Linked DNA regions of Sus scrofa: region 2 is linked to region 1. The links are chromatin contacts, called in public Hi-C maps. All regions are on one chromosome and are shown on one strand. Each heading gives the region's core, a stretch centred on a gene start, on an enhancer-like site or on the middle of the called end of the contact. The rest is flanking DNA. Distances are from core to core; before and after follow the strand shown. Region 1 overlaps C1H6orf183 (putative uncharacterized protein C6orf183 homolog). Region 2 overlaps C1H6orf183 (putative uncharacterized protein C6orf183 homolog).

Region 1 (4,286 bases), core at 589-3,088:
ACTCTCAAGTGCATCAAGGGAAGCTTCTGTTTTAGTGGAGTTCAAAAGTCTTTTCTAAAAATTGAAGAAAGCTTCCACACCCTAACCGAAGAGAGTTTTTAGTATAGGAATTCAGAAAGAGATGCTCTTTATTTTGCTTTTGCATTTGTCTAGGAGCTTAAGGAATTTCTGTCCTGTATATAAATTCTATTTGTGTGTAATTAGTAATGGGCTGGAATCCCAAACAAGGACCTAGAGGCCTATATGTAAGTAGTTCTGAACAATGTAGTTACTGTTTTAGGGTTGTTTAAAACCTTCATAGGCTTAGGCACACTTACTTTTGGAGATCATATCAAATATATCAAAACACATCCTAATATATTTTTCCTATAAAAATGTTAAATGATATTTATAATTTTGCTTTTCAAATTCTTTGGCTATGAGCAATACATTTAATTAGTGATTGGCTATGATTTTCTGGGCAGTATGTTCTTGAGGATTCTTATGAAGTAAGAACATCTGATCTATAAACTGTTTTCAAATATCATTTAAGCATTTGTTGGTAACTGTTTTGTATTTTACTTTTGTGTTTCTAAGAAATGCATGCTTTTTTTTTCTCAGATCTCTCTTATTTTCAGTGGTCCCTGAAAAGTTCTTCAATCCTAAACACAGCAAGTCTATATCACTTGATGAATAAATCAACTCTGACTGAAGGCTTCTGAACTTCTACTCCCACTGGGCTCACAAGGTGATGGATCCCTTTACTCTGTCATTCTAATCCAACATGTCCTCTCAGAGTTTCAGCTCGGTGTGTCACTTCCTAGTCATCTTTGACCAGCATCTCTAATGCAGACTTAAATTCTCTGAAAGGCCTCAGCTCCTGCAGTAGCTTTGTCACCAAAGACATGGGTGTGCCCAGTGTGTGCATTTAATTGGCAGCAAGGAGTGGATTGCTGAGGTTGCAATTTCTACCAATCTGACAGCCTAGTACTCTTAGGGATGCATTAGAGAAGAGAGTTTTTTGTTTCCTTGGGTATTGGAACTTGGGTATCTTCCTAGTGGTTTGAGGCCAGGAGGCCAGTCCACTTCTAAAGAAACTAAAGAATTTTCTAAAAGGACATAAAGAGTCCCTTTCATTGTGCAGAGTCCATAGCTTAGAATGCAAGACCGGAAAGAACTGAGAGGGAGTAAGCACTACTTGAATACAGGTGGCAACAGATCAGAGGAGAGTAAAGGAACCAAGTGGAGGGAAAGCCAGGACTGTCTCCTGAGTCTCATTCTTAAATGCTTAAGAATCAATAGCAAATGAGGAATCAAATACTGTCTTAGAAATGTCCACCGTCTGGGCTTCAGTGCTAAGGCTCAAAAATGGAGAGCCTGGGGCACTTTACTTAGCATCTAGTTTTGCAGAATGCCCTTTGGGAAACATTGGTCCAAGGGACCTTGGTCATCCTTAGTATTAAAAGGATAGGAGTTCCCATTGTGGCTCAGAGGGTTAAGAACTTGACACAGTGTCCATAAGGACGCAAGTTTGATCCCTGGCCTCAGTCAGTGGGTTAAAGGATCCAGTATTAGCTGTGGCTGTGGTGTAGGCCCAGCAGCTGCAGTTCTGATTCGACCCCTAGCCCAGTGGGAGTAAAAGTGTGGGTGTGGCTATAAAAAGAAAAAAAAAAATAGGATAACTCCCAAAGAGGCTAAAAACTTAGGACACAGAATGTGCTCCACAGGTTAGAAAGGTCACACACTTCAGAGCATGAGATGAAGGAAGGTGGAGATCCTTTGCCTTTAAGTGAGCCCCTGGGGAAAATGAAGCAAGAAAGGAGATCTAAATGACTACATTCTGTCCACAGAGTTCTACTCTAGAATGATATTCAATTATTAAACAGCAGAAGACAAAGCAGAAATGAAGGCGTGACTAGATGGGGTAAGAAGGGTGTTTCTCAATAGCCTAGGGGAAAGATTAGGAAAGAAACAATTACTTCCCTAAATCATTTGTGACAAATTTAAACCTATCTGGCTGTGCCAGCGCAATCCCAGGAGCTGGTTTATACTATTTGTATTGCCTTGCCCTGTTTTTGCACAAAGAGCCCTACTGTTTGGCTCTTTGGCAGGGGAAGTTCATGGGGAGGGTTCTTGCTGGTGATTCCAATCTGGTGATACCAGGTTGCAGAGGCTGGTGCTAAATTGCTAAGAGCACTTTGTTGGTGGTAGGGTTGCCAGATTTAACAAAGAAAATTACAGGTCAAGTTCAATGTGAATATATATGTATATATGTAAACAACCCATACCTTTTTAGTATACATATCCCAAACATTCTACCCGGCGACCCTAGCTGTTGAGAAGGAAAAATGTGGCTCTTTTTAAATTGACAAGCCTTTTTTCAAGGTTTGACCTCCAACTTGAAAAGCTCTCAGATGGTCCTTTGCATAATTTTATTATGAATTCTTTCCCAACAGGGATAGGACTGTGATCTTTCCATCTCACAGGTTCTATTTATTATCTGTTTGCTAACTGGCCCATTTCCATTTAAACTCTTGGCTGGCATTTGTTTAAGAAGTCTTCCTAGCCTGTCAAATGTCACCTGTGTATATCAAGGGCCAACTTTTAGGCCAAATAATATGTGGTACACACTGATGGTAGGCATTAAATACTGGAGAAAATAGAAAAAGAGCCAGAATGAATAATCTCAAGCTGTACTGTGTTTATATTTTTTACCTCAACCTCTTTTTATTTCTTGAGTTTAAAAAAACTCTGAAAAACAGTATTTTAGGTCAAATGAAAATGTAAAATAGAAAATCAATGTCAGACATCACTAGTCACAGAATTTTTTTCCTTTTTTTTTTTTTTTCTAAGTGCTTTAAATACAAATTCAAATTACCCTAAAAATGTGTCCTCTGGTGGCAGTGGACAGAATTAACATTGGTATAAATATCCCTTAGGAACTGGTACAGCTGATGCCTGGCCTCTCTGAGTCTCTTAATCCACCTAAATTCCTACCAGCTCTTTTTTTATGAGCATTTTTCATAATACAGATTTAAGACAACCCAATGTGTATGAGCAATTCTTAACTTTAGTGATTCCAACATATTTAACAATCAAAAACAGCTGAGGACACTTGGCTGTAGAATAAGTATGGGGAAAAATCAATTGTACTCTAGATAAAAATCTGGTTTATACATTGAAAACAGACTCTTTTGACAATTTCTGATTTAGAAGGCCACATTTTCCAGTTTTGGCACAGATAGCGAACTTATTCTCAGGGTAGTTAGGAGGGAGGTATTTTTCAATGACTGTTTTAAGTTAAAATAATTTCATGTACCATAGACGAAACCAATAGATTGCCCTTGTCGTTTAGCACAAAATGAACCTTAGGCCAAAGTGAGGAGAAATTGATTTGTTTTTAATTACTCTCTGCTCGTCTATTCTCTGCTACAGAGTCCTGCCTGGGGCCTCCATAGAAGGCCTGGAAGAACCAAAAGAGAGGCAAGGAAAGTACAGAAAAGGGGGATATTTAAAACTCATATCTGAACCAATAAATGATGAGTGTGAGGACTGTCTTGCTTACATTTAATATGGCCTCTCCAGTTTCTACACTGAGTCTAAGTCTCCCATTTACTCAGTCAATCCCAATAAAGTTCTAACTGGCAATCAAGGGTTGCAGATGCAAACTCTAGAGGCCAGTTTTCTTTGAAAAGAAGAACAATTTTTAAACAACCCAATCAAAAAATCAGTAGAAGACCTAAATAGACATTTCTCCAAAGAAGACATATGGATAGCCAGCAGGCACATGAAAGACTTCTCAACATCTCTAACCATTAGAGAAATGCAAATCAAAACTACAATGAGGTACCACCTCACACCAGTCAGAATGGCCATCGTTAATAAGTCTACAAATAGCAAATGCTGGAGAGGGTGTGGAGAAAAGGGAACCCTCCTACAGTGATGGTGGGAATGTAAGCTGGTACAACCACTATGGAGAACAGTATAGAGGTCCCTCAGAAAACTAAATATAGAACCACCATATGATCTAGCAATCCCACTCCTGGGTATATATCTGGACAAAACTTTCATTCAAAAAGATACATGCACCCCTGTGTTCATTGCAGCACTATTCAAAATAGCCACGACGTGGAAGCAACCTAAATGTCCATTGACAAATGGATTAAAAAGATGTAGTACATATACACAACGGAACACTACTCAGCCATAAAAAAGAACAAAACGATGCCATTTGCAGCAACATGGATGGAACTACAGATTCTCATACTAAGTGAAGTAAGTCAGAAAGAGAAAGACAAATATGATAT
Region 2 (4,833 bases), core at 246-2,745, 88 kb before region 1:
AAGGAAAAGGCCAAAGGAAACAAAGGCAATCTTCTCAGCAGGGAACAAGAGGTTGGCCAATGCAACTGTCCCCTCCACTAGTGCTCAGGGACAGAACTGTGGGGAGTATTCCTGGGCTCAGGGTACCACAGCCCAGTGTTCTGTTCTGTCCTGTGCCTGCCAGCAGGCAGCAAGACCACTGGGATCTTGGCCGGCCTGACATTTAAGTAAGCTCTGAGGCAACAGTCAGAGGAGAAACAAAACAAGCAGAGGCAGGAGCTAAGCGAGTGATAAGGCCATTCTGCAGTGGTGCCAGGTTGAACAATTTCATTTTTCCTTACCCAAATTTGATGCTGATGTACATATTAGGAAACTTATGAACCAAGCAGTCCTGTCTATCACAAACTACATTTGCACTGCCACTGAGCCTTTATCACGCAATAGCATGGGAGGGGCTGAACCCTAAGGGACAGGGTGATGCAATATGTACAGTGAGTGGGGGAGAGAAGTGCTAATCTTGCCTCTGTTTTGACTTCCAAAATAGCTTCCAGATGGTTGGAAAAGGAAAAGTGTAGTAATAATTTGGTTCTGTTCTGAAATTTTTCTCATTAGCAATCACTCGATGGTCGATCCTTAATTATAACATTAATAATGACGAGCAATACTTGGATGATGACTTTACATAATGATAGATCATAATTCACCTGGCTTACAATAATCAAGGGATTAGGGTCCAAAAGGAACAGATTATATATATTTTTTAATTAAAATTTTTTTTATTTTTCATTTTTTTGGCCACACCTGTGCGATGTGGAAGTTCCTGGGCCAGGGATTGAACCCATGCCACAGCAGTAACCTGAGCTGCTGTAGTGACAACACCAGATCCTTAATATGCTGAGCCCCAAGAGAACTCCGAAAGATTATATTTTACATTTTATGTTTTAAAATATGCCCAGGATTCCCAGCTTGTTATTTAAACTCAGCTGTTTTCTCTCTAAACTTAGGGTCTGTTTCATTCATGCTCAGAGGACTGGTGCAGTTATTAAGAGTTTAGACTGTTAAAAAAAAAAAAAACCTTTATTTTGGTGCATCAGTAACATCTGAAGTTATGACTTGGGGCTGATCATCAGGAAGGGAGCCAAGACTCTGTTTGGGGCTAATGCTGACAGCCGGGCCACACTGGTGGAAAGCATGCTTGGAGCATGAAAAGAATGTGTTAGAGGCAGAGACTCAGACCCCAAGATGCCCTCTGGGTAAAAAGATCCTCAGAGAAATACACAGAACAATCTTAGGTATGAATAATATTTCACCATCTTAGCCAAACACGAATAAGAACAAAAGCCTCATGGCCACTACCCATGGTTTCTGGGCTGGGAAGGAGGGAGAAGGCAAGCTGAGGTTGGGGCCAGCAGGGCTGTCTGCTCCGATTCCCACTGTGGCCTCTGGTGACTGCTGCAGGCAGCGTGGTGCCGCTTCCTGTCACCAGAGCCTGTTAAAAGGGAGGAAGGAAGGGGGTCCTCAGATACCTGGTTCTCCTGCTGCTTGCTCATCCTCATGTTGTCTGCCTGAGCCCTGGCCAGAGCCTGCCTTAGAGCCAGTAACTGCTGCCGAAGTAAAACCACTTCTTGTTCTGCCATTAGCTTGATGTTCAAACACTCTTTTTTACTTTGCATAGCTTCCTGTAAACATCCCAAACACAGGAAGATATGATATACGTTTCTTTCTATGTTTTCAATTTCACCAGCAGTCTCTAAACCACTTAATCATCCATCATGCTTTAACTTTTCTGGTAGAACAGAGCTCCTGCTGGCCACTGCCTCCTTGATTTTAAATAAGAACAGTGTGACAAATCCGAGTAAATACTGAGTTTCAGAAACAGTAAGTCAAAGTTTCTAAACTGCTATTGATATGTGCTTTGGTTTCAATCTGCCTTAAAGTAGATTTTCCCTTATTGTTACTTCATTTTCCTCAGGTAATCATGTTTGAAACTCAAAGACTTGTAGTGTTTCGACAAAGCTGCCAGCACTTGGTAAATCTCCCTCCATTTTTTCCCTTCCCTTTGTGCTAAACTCCTGCTCTGTTCTCTCATTTGCTTCTTCGCTGTTTGCTTTTGGCTCTCTCCTATTTCTCTTCAGGCTCTGATATTGCCTGTTCCCAGGAAAACTCCCCAGCTATCAGATCTTGCTACCCGACACCAGGGCAGCAGCTGCAGCCAAGAAGGGCAGCAATCCCCCCTCCTCCCCAAGCCTCACCTTCTCAGCCTTGCTCAGCTGGCCCCGGAAGCGCTCCTGCTGTGCTGCCAGCCTCCAGCGGCCCAGGCTCCTCACTTTGCACACCAGGGCAGCCAGGCTACAGTTGTCCTGCTCCAAGGCCCGCAGCTGCTCCTGCTTAGAAGGGCTCACTTTCAGAAAAGACTGCCCCCAGCCCTTTACTTGGGAGGGACATAAATTCTAATATCAGAAACATGCCTTCCAGAAGATGAGACAATTGTGCTGTGAGCCCCAAAAGACCTTCTCAGGGAAACAGGACAGATATGCAAACAGAGTGAGCGGTGAGGTCAGATGCTAGGACGAAATGCTGACACCCCACTCTAAATGAAATCCCATACTTTGGCTGGGCTTTCTTGCATTTCTTCATCAGGTCTGGCAGAGCCCCACTTCTTCTTCAGGTTCTTCATATTGTCAATCCCTTCTGTTCTTACTTCGCCAACGAGCTCACATACTTTCTGGATCAAATTAAGTTGATTCTCCTCCAGCTTCTCCTGCAAATTGCAGACTCAGGTTTAGGAAGGGCAGCTGAGGAAGAGTCATTTTGCCTTCTAAAACCCAACTTTCAGAAATGATTTCATATTGAAACATCAGCCACCCAGACAACGACTCTGTCAGGTATTGTTTCAGGTCTTACTAGTGGCTCCTTTAGTGTTGTCTTCAATCTGTGGGACTCCATCCTGCGGACACCTGCACATCCTAGAGCCTGTGGTTGTCAGACGTCAATGCAAGTTGAGCAGGTAGAAGAGCAGGTCACAGGTGGAAAACCAAATCTCCCCTCTCCCCCTCACACAAAGGGTTACTTGGGAATTTGAACCTAGGGATTTTTATCAGGTTGACTCAGCAGAATCTGACCAGATGAGAACACTGTCCATCAGCTGCTAACGAAAAACTCCATTAAAAATAGATAAATTAGAGGAAGGAATTAGGCTGGCTTGACCTTCCTCTTTAGGCTCCAGCAGAAATCTCATTATGAAGCAGCCCCATTCTGAATGGCTACAGCTAACAGCTTATGGCAAAACAGTTTACTCATGTTAAGTATAACTGGAGACCCAGCATCCTTGGGTGAGGGGTGACTGTGGGGTGTCCTTTTGATAGGGATGGAGTAGGCACAGGTAGTTGTAGAAGTCCCAGTAAGAGACCATAGATAGAGACAGAAACCTAGGGAACTTTGGGAGACCACAGTAAGTTAATAGTTGCTCAAGAAAGCCATCAGAACAAGGCAGACTTGCTTGACTAGTGGAGGCGTGAGATATGCCTCAAGTCATTGGGTAGGGGATGGGATGAGGCCTGCATTCAGGTTCAGACCAAGAGCAAGAGTTTAAGGACCACCATTCCGCTGATTTGAATACCAGATCCCAAGGAGGAGCCACTACTCCCAGAAAGGAAGAGGAGGTCTTTTCCCACCCCCACTCACCTTGGATGATAAAACTGTAGCCCACCTAATCCTTTGGGCAGAGCCTCCTTGCCTGCCCACTTGCATCTTTTACAAATGTCCCATCTGTTTTTTTGTTTTTTGTTTTTTTTGTTTCTTTCTCTTGGTCTTTTTGTCTTTTAGGGTCACACCCGCAGCATATGGAGGTTCCCAGGCTAGTGGTCCAATTGGAACTGTAGCCGCTGGCCTATGCCACAGCCACAGCAACACGGGATACAAGCCAAGTCTGCAACTTATACCACAGCTCACAGCAAAGCTGGATCCTTAACCCATTTGGGGAGGCCAGGGATCAAACTCACATCCTCATGGATGCTTGTCAGGTTCACTAACTGCTGAGCCATGACGGGAACTCCACAAGCATCCCATCTTAATAAATCTATTTCTTGTCTATCACTTTTTGCCTCTTGCTGAATTCCTTTTGCATGGAGGCATGAAGAACCTGAACCTCAGTAAGTCCAGACTCTGGATGAGTGATTCTAATTTAAAGCTGTGGGTCCAAGTCCCAATCTGGGTTCTGGTTAGGTTCAGGCCATGAGTGCTGTCAGTTTCACTTTCACCTCTGAACCACTTCCCTGGAGAAAAGACAGGAGGGTGGTGCTAGGGAGCCACAGCAGGAAGCCTGACCACTGGCCACACCAACTTCTTGGGACCCTGGGGTGGAAAAGGGACTCCCTGCTTTCAGGGGTTTGTGGAGCTAAATGAGCTTGGGAGAAGTGGAGAATTTCCTTATTGTTTAGGAATCTGGCAGAAGCTATAAAGAACTTGAGAAACTTTTCAACAATTTTACACCCGAAAGATGGCTTAGCAAGTTCCAGACCGCACTGTCTTCTCACCCTCTCCTGCAGCACCAGGCCAATGTGTGTTTAATATTTGTAAGCATTTGTATTTGGTGGACACTTTACAGTAAGACAGAATGGCCAGTCCTCTCTGGAATGACCAGGCCAAGGCAGAACTTCAGTGGAAACTGCTCAATGGAACAACTCCAGGGACCCCCTGGGGTCCCCCAGGAGAGAGAGTGAGGGAAGGACCCAAGTGGGGCTGGCTCTGGGGAACATCTAATAGTAGGAAAGGGGAAGCTGGGGACTCAGGGATGTTAGTTTTTTACTGAAATTCTCACTGTGGGGCAGCTGGATCAGGATCCACGATGGCCCA

What was found. A called contact is a pair of places that touch in the nucleus more often than the background predicts.
Region 2: a contact with region 1 is called in a Hi-C map of subcutaneous adipose tissue, with 1.7 times the contacts expected there. The contact joins two enhancer-like sites. A contact is called at or near these places in 3 of 47 Hi-C or Micro-C datasets (heart right ventricle, skeletal muscle and subcutaneous adipose tissue) and 2 of 2 datasets of contacts at active chromatin or transcription factors (alveolar macrophages and skeletal muscle).

What each region holds. Positions count from the first base shown.
Region 1 is chr1:75,327,928-75,332,213 of Sscrofa11.1, reverse strand. The region is part of intron 18 of C1H6orf183 (putative uncharacterized protein C6orf183 homolog); the gene reads right to left. Among named protein-coding and RNA genes, the nearest start is that of C1H6orf183, 100 kb to the right of the region's middle. Within about 2 kb of position 1,838, at least 11 of the 83 cell types and tissues checked have an H3K27ac peak or open chromatin away from gene starts, as enhancers often do. A contact at or near this core is called in alveolar macrophages and subcutaneous adipose tissue, where this site is marked.
Region 2 is chr1:75,415,148-75,419,980 of Sscrofa11.1, reverse strand. C1H6orf183 (putative uncharacterized protein C6orf183 homolog) reads right to left here. Exons shown (of 48, transcript XM_021090835.1): 43 at 2,588-2,740; 44 at 2,232-2,366. Among named protein-coding and RNA genes, the nearest start is that of CD164, 41 kb to the left of the region's middle. Within about 2 kb of position 1,495, at least 40 of the 83 cell types and tissues checked have an H3K27ac peak or open chromatin away from gene starts, as enhancers often do. A contact at or near this core is called in alveolar macrophages and subcutaneous adipose tissue, where this site is marked.